Regions from separate parts of the Mus musculus genome. Here all the other regions are linked to region 2. The links are chromatin contacts, called in public Hi-C maps. All regions are on one chromosome and are shown on one strand. The core of a region is the stretch at or near the end of the contact, and the rest is flanking DNA. Distances in the headings are between cores, read along the strand shown.

What was found. A called contact is a pair of places that touch in the nucleus more often than the background predicts.
Region 1: a contact with region 2 is called in a Hi-C map of embryonic fibroblasts, with 3 times the contacts expected there. The contact joins the promoter of Ccdc152 here to the enhancer-like site in region 2. A contact is called at or near these places in 2 of 39 promoter capture datasets (hippocampal neurons and maxillary cranial neural crest) and 2 of 484 Hi-C or Micro-C datasets (adipose-derived mesenchymal stem cells and embryonic fibroblasts).
Region 3: a contact with region 2 is called in a Hi-C map of myocytes, with 2.6 times the contacts expected there. The contact joins two enhancer-like sites. A contact is called at or near these places in 4 of 484 Hi-C or Micro-C datasets (the C2C12 cell line, adipose-derived mesenchymal stem cells, embryonic fibroblasts and 1 more).

What each region holds. Positions count from the first base shown.
Region 1 is chr15:3,301,785-3,305,237 of GRCm38.p6, reverse strand. Ccdc152 (coiled-coil domain containing 152) reads left to right here and starts at 1,712. Exons shown (of 9, transcript NM_001166063.3): 1 at 1,712-1,742. The region is part of intron 3 of Gm41254 (a long non-coding RNA gene); the gene reads right to left.
Region 2 is chr15:3,705,997-3,709,294 of GRCm38.p6, reverse strand. No RefSeq gene overlaps it. Among named protein-coding and RNA genes, the nearest start is that of Gm41255, 93 kb to the right of the region's middle. Within about 2 kb of position 1,439, at least 69 of the 459 cell types and tissues checked have an H3K27ac peak or open chromatin away from gene starts, as enhancers often do. A contact at or near this core is called in adipose-derived mesenchymal stem cells, embryonic fibroblasts and myocytes, where this site is marked.
Region 3 is chr15:3,432,119-3,435,701 of GRCm38.p6, reverse strand. All of the region lies in intron 2 of Ghr (growth hormone receptor), which reads left to right. Among named protein-coding and RNA genes, the nearest start is that of Ccdc152, 130 kb to the right of the region's middle. Within about 2 kb of position 2,306, at least 41 of the 459 cell types and tissues checked have an H3K27ac peak or open chromatin away from gene starts, as enhancers often do. A contact at or near this core is called in myocytes, where this site is marked.

The DNA of each region.
Region 1 (3,453 bases), core at 463-2,962, 400 kb after region 2:
CATATATACATATGAATGTAAGAGTTGGTGCCTTGAAAAGTCAAAGAAGATCAAGAAAACCTTAGCCCCATTAATGAAAGAGAGACAGAGAGAGAGACAGAGAGAGACAGAGAGAGACAGAGAGACAGAGAGAGACAGAGAGAGACATACACACACACACACACACACAGAGAGAGAGAGAGAGAGAGAGAGAGAGAGAGAGAGAGAGAGAATCCAAAATTACCAGTATTAGACATGAATTGGGGAACATTACAATAGACACCAAAGAAATTCAGAATATTATAAAGGGATACTTTAAAGATGTGTACTCCATTCAGTTAAAAAATCTAAAAGGAATTGGACACATCTAGATTGGCATGAATCATCAAATTTAAACCAAGAAATGATCAACAACTTCAACCAGCCCATCAAAGACACACACAAAAAAGGAATATATTCTTAAGTTATAAAGAAAGAAAGAAGAAGGAAGGAAGGAAGGAAGGAAGGAAGGGAGAGAGAGAGAGAGAGAGAGAGAGAGAGAGAGAGAGAGAGAGAGAAAGGAAGAGGCAGAGTATTACCAACTCCTTTTATGAAGCAGCATTTCTCTAATGCTCAAACCACGTAAAAACACAACGAATGAAAGAAAATTACAGACCAGTATTCCTGATGAGCATGTAAAGAATCTCATCTTTTTTTTTCTTTCTTTCTTTTTTTTCCCCCCAGAAGCAATGGTAATTCAATCTCCGGGTGCAACAACTAAAACCTAATCTTTCAAGTCTTATTAAAATCTGATTCCTCCGGTGGTGAATCCTTTCAGATCAGCCATGATACCGGGAAATTCTTACCCCTCTACTGTCCAGTTCCTTCATCTATTTGTTTTTCAAATCCCTATCTATGCGTTGGTACCAATGCTAAAGAAAACTTGAACACGCAGTGGGGACTCAAATTCTCCACTTGGATCCAGTTCTAATACTTTGCTATACCTTAAACTTTCAAATAATGAAATATGAATAATCCTATTACTGTTTACATTCCTGTGCCTGAAAAAATTAATTCTATAGAAAAATCAAATTAATGAAATTTAAGTTTTTATTTCTCATTCAAATACCTTTTCAGCAGATACATTTCAGCTACTACAGGACAACATTGGAAATTATGATAATTTTTGAACACTTGAAGCAAGAGACCCTATCATGTTTTAAGTGATAAATTCATTTAATTGGTAGAACAACCTTAATGAGTAGAAATTTTTATTAATGATACTATATGGATAAAAAGCTGGGACACACAAAAAAAATTAGGTTGCCCAAGACAAAGACATTGGTAGAACTTACATTATAGTCCATGCCCTGAATCACTAAATCAGTAAGAGAATAGACATGAAACTATCAAATAATTGAATCTGGTACTTTAAAGGGCTTATAAACCACTGGGATGAATATGGGTTCTTATTTATTTAATTGTGCTGATGTATAAACCAAGCAAAGCTGGTTCATTCTTAAGTTGCCAAAACAGTGATTAGTCTGGCAGTGGCTGAGTGTTGTTCTGTGGTCTAAGAAATCCATGAAAGCACCTAGGAGGATGTAAATTGGTGGGGCTCTAAGGTATTCTCTAGGAGAGGGTGCTGACCGGCCAAGGAGAACGGCGGACCCAGAGGTGGGGGACCCTGCTTCCCACCCGGAAGAGGACTAAAATCTGAAACGGACCAGCTACCCGCACCCGAAGGACTTTGCTGGAGACTGGATGTCGCGCCTTGGCAGCAGGTACGTTCCAAGCTCTTCCCTGGAGATTCGAATCCCAGTTTTCCATCGATTCTTTTCCTGACACCTCCTTGAAGTGTCCTGGATTCCTGCAGTTTTATCCTACCCACTCCTCTCACACCGGAGCCCCTTGCCCACACCCCTGCGCGTCTGTTGGGCCTCAGAGGACAGCGGAACGCCATGGTGGGCCTTAGCCCCAGGGTCTGAGAGTAAAGCCTCGGAGAGCTCAGAAGAAAGAACAGGGAACAAGCTGAGCCCCACTCCTGGCACCTATGAGTGCCAGGGCCCAACTGAGTGGGGCTGGAGAGAAGTCAAGCCCTGGGATGCCCACGTCAACAGCCACCGAGCTGAAGAAGGAAATGAAACTATCTCTTGCCAGTGGACATGGTGGAGACTGAGCCTTGAACGCCATATAAGTAGAGAACTCAGTAAGCACTGAATCACTAACTTGTTGCCGAGTTTCTCTAGGCAAAACCAAATTCATTGAAAGAATTTGAACCTAGGAAATTGGGAGAAGAGGGCAATTAAGACATGCAGAAATGACCGGGTGGTGGTGATGCATGTCTTCGATCCCAGCATTCAGGAGGCAGAGACAGGACGATCTCCATGAATACCAGACTACCCCCCCATCACCCCCCCCACACACACACACACACACAGACACACACGAATACACAGAGAGAGGGGGGGCGCACTTGGAAAGCAAATGTACTTCCACTGAGCAACATCCTTAGCTTTAGTTACAAGGTGTATATATATATATATATATATATATATATATATATATATATATATATATATATATGTATATATATATATATATATATTCTATGAAGAAAAACAGCTGGAGAAGATTCAGACTCAAATTAAAATGCATTTGATTCAGGAATCTGGGTCTAAGACAGAATTCGTTTTTTAAAATTATTTAAAACGTTAGGAACTAAAAAGGAGAAAAGGAGATTTTTAAATACTTCAGATTATCCTCTAGTTTAAGTAACAATATCAATTAGTGTTTTTTTTTTTTTAACTTTGTTCAACAAAGAATGAAACTGTTTTGTTATGGGGGTTGTCTATTATGATTATTTTTCTACCAGAAGGAACAAGTTTTTACTGAGGTTTTTGAAATATAATTTTACTGATATGCAATACAGAATTGCAAGTGTTTCACTAAACTGGAAGTACATAACCAAAATTCAGATTTCAAAACGATTAAAAGCTGCTACAGTCAAGTAACATAAAAAGAAGAAAGTGGAATTTCTTGACAGAGTAATGTCAGGCAGTGTCCAGTTTGACAAGAATATGACCACAAAAAAAGTATTTTGAATACCATTTATTTTGGACTAGTTAACATCCAATACATGGCCTTGTGGTCTTTTTTCCCAAATCTAGAATAGCTGAGTTTCAAAACTGTATTTCACCACCTTTTTTTTTTTATGTGAGAAAAATGTAATGCCAAGTATTTCACACTTTGATATTGTATTAATCTTGGTTCTAGTAAGACACCTTCACACGCCCACATGTAAATGCTGGTTACATTCGGTTTCCCCATCCTGTGGATGAATCCACCTCTGGGATTCTGAAACATTTTTATGATTGGTTCCAGAGTTAAACTTGAAACTTGCTCTTTATTTCAGCAGTTACTAAACATTACTCATATCCACCCGGAAGCTTTATGTGTATGCTTTTATGTAATCCCAAAAGCATACAAAAAAGT
Region 2 (3,298 bases), core at 190-2,689:
AAAGGGGGCGGGGGATTACGTAGAAGAAATCAAAAAATCTTTCTGTCATCTATTGGTTACCACAAAGATATGTGTGTTAGGATGAAAAACCCTCTCAAGATGATTTGCAAACTGAACAGTTTCCAGATTTTTGACTTCTGTGTAGCCAGACTGGGACCTTACTAAAGAGCTAGATATTTAATAGACATGGAAGGAGGGTTCTACCTCAGGGGTGAGACTGAGGTTAAACTACTTCACAACAAATTTTAACACATGTACTCCAAATCAAAAGTCTTTAAATAAGTAAAATTTAGGCTAACATCAAAGTAGTATCCTACAATGTCCACAAGCAGCATAAAATGAGAAAGTCCAGATGTGACAGAAATGATGGTATTACTGGATAAGGGCTTCAAAATGATTTTTGGAAGCATGCTTAAACCTGTAAAGAAGCATGAAATTATTTGAGGAAACTAAGAAAATATCAAAGAAAATGGGATTATTGGATTATTATCCAAAGACATCATTGTAAATTAAAACAAACAAACAAACAAACAAACAAACAAACAAAAAGCCCTAATTATTAGGGTTTAACAGTAGATGACAAGTCAGAGGAAGAACATGAACACAGAGTAGTAAAAATTCTCCAAACAGAAGAATGGACTGAAAAGATGCAAAACAGAGAGGCCTTCCATAACTTAAGGCATGGTCAACTCTAGTAGACATTTAGGAGGAACTCTCACATAAACTCCTGGAAAATGGGAAAGAAATAACCATTTACCACTTATTAAACATTGGCTCTCATCTGTCTTAAGAAATGTCACCATACAAAGTAAAACAGCTTAAGAAAATAAACTGCAGAGACCTCTGAGTTTCAGTGTACAAGTCCTCGGGAAATTCTCTTGGCATACTGAAAACAGGCATAAAGAACAATCCGTATCAGAAAAGTAGATTTTGTTCTGGAAATAAACTAAATATTTGACAATCACATTAACTCCCTGGTAGTAGTTCCATAGAAATCCATCTCTAACGTATTTCTGGGCATTATCGATTTTATCACATTTAGTTTATCATGAAGATTTTTTAAAAAATAAATATAACGAAGATGCACTTTTCATTTCCAGTTGCTCTTTGCTGAAGGCATTCACTTACAATGTACTCACTGACACTCCTTCCTTCAAGCATCAACTAAGACAGAGGAAAGACACTTAATTTGCAAAACATTTGACTTTTGTGGAAGAAAACGTTTGAAGTCTTGTGTTGTACTGTTTCCCCTAACCTGATACTATCAATTATAGCTAAACTGTTGATGATAACGTGGTGAATTCTCTACATTCTGCTGGTTATTCCCTCTGCCGTGTGATTTCCTTCAGCTTTTGCAATCCGGTCGGTTGGGTCTGTTTTCACTTTCCTATTGGCAAGTGTCTATCCTGAGTCATAGTGACCTCCGCCTGCCCTGCGGTAAGGAGGGAGGCTGTTGGGCTCTTGCTCTTGACTGTGTAGAAAGAAGGAATGGCAGCACACTTTGCAGAGCCCAGTTTGTAGCTTTTCTCAAGCACTTCCAAGAGTCACCCATGGATGTCTTTGTATATTGTATAATGTTTCCTGTGAGTAACTTGAATTTGCCCTCAGACTACCTCGGGCTTCTCCAGTTAAGAGGAATCTGTAGTATGACATTTGACTGCATTCTTCTAAATCCCCCAAACAAGCTCCATCATGCCTTACATATCTATGACTTGTTACCTATGGGTTGGGCTCCCTCTGTGGTTGGCTTTTGGGGAAATTAGCCAAAACACCAGCTGCTCCAACTGTGCTGTCAAACCGATGTGACCTAGATAAACAACATTTTCCCCTCTTTTGTCTAAACAATGTTTTTGTTTTTGTAAATTGTTTCTTTTAGATGACAAATAGGGTTAGCCAAATCACTGAAAATTTTTGTTTCTTTATTTACTCCATATGACTGAAGGGAGAAAAGGAAGTTGGTTGGTCTGAGTAGCTCCACTGGTTACTCTCCTCTAATCAGATTCCCACTGCCTTCTTCTGAGGGAAAATACTCCAGTGCACATAGCAAGCAGCCACCCAGCAGCTGACAGATTGCTTTTCTTTTTTTTTTTTTTTTTTTTTTTTAGATTGCTTTTCAAAAGAGAATCTTTCTAGCTCACAGCCAGAATTTTATGAAGTGTTTCTTCGAAGAAATTTGCAAGTCAAACACTGCGCCAGTCTGTTGTGGTTCTCTGGTGCCTGGTTTTGGAAGGTGTTCTTTCTCACCGTGGGCCAAATACACACGGATACCTATGAGTTGTTCTGGAGCAGGTTTAGATGTGCTCCTGAATGGGGCATGGAGTGGAATGATATGAAGGGGAAAACATCAGACAATGTGAAACAGAGGATATTCCCAAATAAGTGGAAAGTATTAAAGACAGGTGAGTGGTTTAGACTGTGGCATAAGATAAAACAAGGCTGCCGTGTTTGAGACACAGAGGGACTTTTTAAAAAGTAAAGGCAACCTGACATTCATTCTTGCAAGATAATAGAGTTTTAGGAGTCTATGGGAGAGACTGCAACTCTGGACATCTGAAGTGAGCATGGAAAGGAAAGGAAAGGAAGCATCATAGAAATGCAAGTGGAACATGAAACCAGGCTGTTTGCAGATGTATTACAGCCCAGAGCTTGAGACAGATGACTCAAGAGGGTTGTAGGTACAAAGCACAAGAAATACCAATGTGTATTTTACCGAACTGTCTTCTAATTTATGTTTTTCAACACGTAATAAAAGTTTATGGATATTTCTCTAAATACCTCTGTATTAAAATAACAACACCGACTACCATCCCCAAGCAATCCATGGCAGTAATACAGTTTTCATATTCAGCCCATTTTCCCTTTTACTAGGACCACTAATTTGGGCTGTCTTTTCTCCATCCCCCAACTTACCCTTTCTTCAACTCACAACAATATCTTTTCCTCTGGTTTCACTAAAATAGGAGAAAACAAAATAGATCTATGTCCTATTCAAAGCACTGAAATTCATGAGCTGTCAGATCCAGATGTAGTCAAGGTGAAACAAATGTATGGACAAAGGGTAGCTCTGAATGTAGACAGACTAACCCAAAACCTTTAAGTTGTTTAAACCTTTATGAAATGTGTGTGGGGGGGGGCTACATTTTTCTTTTACAACTTGGTTGTTTAGTTTTCAAACATGACCTTTGTAGATGACAACATTGCATTGCGACACAAAAGGTTGAACATGTCACTCAGATCTACTACTCTGCTTTCTCTTGATTGATACTACAGGCATTGTCTGTGCTTCAACCTTTTGACC
Region 3 (3,583 bases), core at 1,057-3,556, 270 kb after region 2:
GTCATAAGTTTAAGAACTGACCTTTTAAGTCAGTTTGAACAGTGATGTATGTCTCACCATTGGTCCTCTAACAGTGAGCAGAAACCATCAATTTATCAGTCTGTTGATATTGTCAGCATCTGGAATGAAATGCTTCAGGTCTTGAATAGTGGGACGTGCCATTAGCTCTGAAAATGTGCTCCACAAGAATTTTATCTTGGCTTATTATTCTGTCTTAGCCTCACGTGATTGCCTTCAGTAAGAAAAGGTTTCTGTAATAGTTTTTGTTTCCGGGGTTGGGAGATGACTCAGTAGTTAGAAGTATTTACTGTTCTAGAGGACCCAGGTTCAGTTCCCACAACCACATTGGGTGGCTCACAACTGCCTGTAACTCCAGTTCCAGGAGACCGTGGCTTTCAATGGCACCTGCACTCACATGGTACCCATAAACCTGTATAGGCACATACAGAAAAACAATAAAGTACATGATAAATCTATTTTAAAACAACATTTTCTTGTTAGCCTTTCCCCCCCTGTGTTGAATAGTTTTCTTTTCATATAATTTTAGAGTTTTTATGAGAAGAGATTACATTTATCTCAGCTGATAACTTAGGCCTTTTAAATAGAAAGTCTTTGAAAAATGGATTGAGCCAGATTTTATTTTAACAATAGCCTATAAAGCATGTGAATGGGGTGTGTGTGAGAGAGGGAGAGAGACATCAGTATTAACTTGGTCTTTGTCTATCCAGTGTACACTGAGTATCTAAAATGTCATTTGTATAATATGTAGACTGAGGTACCACCCATTTGTAAGACTGAAGGTAGAAAACAATCCTTGGGCTATATTTGGAATAAATAACAAGCCTTAAAACTTGCAATCTGGATCTAACTTAGATAAGCAAATTTTATTTCATTCGCTATCATTACTTGGCAAGATCCACCAAACGAAGTCCGTTGGGTTCAAGTGGAGAAGGGTGATAATGAGTGAGTCAGAGCCAGAGAAGGCCAGATGGAGGATGAGAAAACACTTGTGCATGGCTCTGGGACCAAGTCAAAAGGAGGTAATTGGGAAGTTAGGCATCACTAATGATGTGATTCTCCTGACCACAAATGTTACTTGGGAACATGCTGCCTTGCCTGCTGGCATCAGCCTAGCTTCACTAAAGTAAGGCTGGAGGTGGACACTGGAAAGGTGAGAAAAGAGGCAAAGCCCTCCTCACCCTTGCTTTCAGCTGAGCCAGTACTATGTGGATCCACTATTCTGCTCTGAACCCATGCCAAGCCCTTAGAGTAAAAGCTACAGGCCAGTTTTACTTGTAAGCATGAGGGTTTCAAATAATGAAAATCTATTCCAGAATAGTCTATCTGTAGACATTTAGAGACCTAAGATTAAAGTTAGAAACAAGGAGAGGAATTTCTGTGGAGAAGAGTGTTTAAAATTGGTATTTTCTAACCAGCTACAAGAGATAAATTCTAGATATTTTTTTTCCTCTCAGTGGGCTTTCTTGTGGCATGGGGAAGGCTACAATGTCAGCGGCATGATAGAGATACAAATTAAGATTCTGGAAATCATTTGCTATTCAAGAGCTATTGTCTTTCCAAAAATGAACATAGACCTTCTGGGCTTTTTTTTTTTTTAATCACATATCCAGACTGCAAATAAAGAATGATAAATAGAGTTCTATTATAATCGGTGATTCCATCAATTTTTTATTTGAATTCTGCTGAGACAAATGTAACCATAGACCAGCATAAAAAGAGTTAATTATGACACTAAGCAGTGTTACTTATACCGATACATAGACTCATACTTATTGGTGTTCTAGAGGGTGACTGCTAACAAAACTGCAGACACAGAACCATGGTATGTGTGACCAGATCTGCTGTGGCCATCCATAGCAAAAGGAAAATGAGCACTCCTCTTTCTTTCCTATTGGATTTCTTTATCCAGCTCTATGGGTTCCAGAGCTAAGGTTGCTTTTCCTGATGTGAGCCTAGCAACTTGCTTTTCAGTTCTGCCCAGGAAAATGCTAGCAGGCGAGAATGCTCTGTTGGCCGCCCACCTCAGAGTCCCTCAAAGAGGGCACCGTGAGAAAGCATTCCACATTAAGCAAATGTACATTTCTGCAATCGTGACGAAAAGCACTTGAATCCAACCATCTACCCTCTGCTCCAGCTGATAGAAAAGAATGCAGGGAACTCTGGGAGTTTAAGTGGCTTTGGCAGGAGAGGAAACAGCTGTGATGTTGTCAAGGGTTGTCTGTGGGAGCCGTACCAGCTGCTGACAGTATCAAGAGTGCCCAGAAATAGGGAAGGCGCCTCTGGTTAAAGCAGCTAGGTCCAGGAAGTGAACTCTTGACCCCATGTGAGGCATCCAGCTTTCATGGACTCCGTCCTGTCATTCTTCAGAATGGATATCTCCTTTAGAACCAGAGAATGGGATGTTTAAATTTTGAACTGTTTGACTTCTAAAACAGAAATGTGTTTACATAGATGCAACCAGAAAGAGTGGGAGGTAAAAAAAGGAGCTTCGAAATCATGACAAGGAATGTTCCAGTATATCTTAGATATGCTCCAGAGTTAGCCATGAGAAGGTTGTTTTTCTGTACCAAAGGCTTTCAGAGCTCTTTGAAGCTCCTTATCCCATTACTATGCCCTGTGCTCATCCATCCAATTCAGCACCCTCCCACTATCTCTTGTCTGGCCTCTCCTCTGCAGCTTCTTCACCAGGCCTGCCCTTGCCAAAATAACTCTGCACCTTGACCTATGCCATCTACTTCAAGACCTTTTCAATCTTAGCTGCTGGCTGAGCAGAATCAAGTGACCTCATTTATTTTGAGGTATGATGACCTGGGAATTCTGAATATGATAGTTCTCTCAAGGGTGAGCACATTTTAATAGAAGATCATTCTTCATCCAAATGAACGCATCTCTAATAGTAAAATTTATTTTCTCTATGAACTAGAGCCTCTTCCCTAGCACACCTCATGTCATTTGCCATTTGCTTCTCCTGTCATTCTCTATCTCTATCTCTATCTCTATCTCTATCTCTATCTCTATCTCTATCTCTATCTCTGTCTCTCTGTCTGTCTGTCTGTGTGTCTGCCTGCCTGCCTGCCTGTCTGTCTGTCTCCTCCCACACATGCACACAGGAAAACCTAGTGACATGGTTAAAAAGGAACTAATTAATCTAATTAGAAAAGGATGATAGCTGTCCCTTAAGAGCCACAGTAAGAAAGAAACCATTTCCATGAGTCTCTATAGAAGATTAACCCATTGCCCAATGGAAATCCTGGCTTCTATCATCCAGGTTTTATCATAAATTTGTGGTTTAGAAGCAATCCATGATAAGGATTTAAAATGCTCATTAATTATGCAAGCATTATGGATACCAAATAATAGATATTCTGAAAATTATGTATTGTGATAATCAGCATTGACCTTCAGTTTTCAGCTATGAGATCCTTGTGGTCTCATCTCCTGGCTGTAAATATTTCATGCATATATAGCATCTAATAAATGATTTTGTTTAGAGTAGGCAATTAACAAACATTTTATGTAAACAATGGATATAATTTCAGGATTCATTTTATTTTAATTTCTT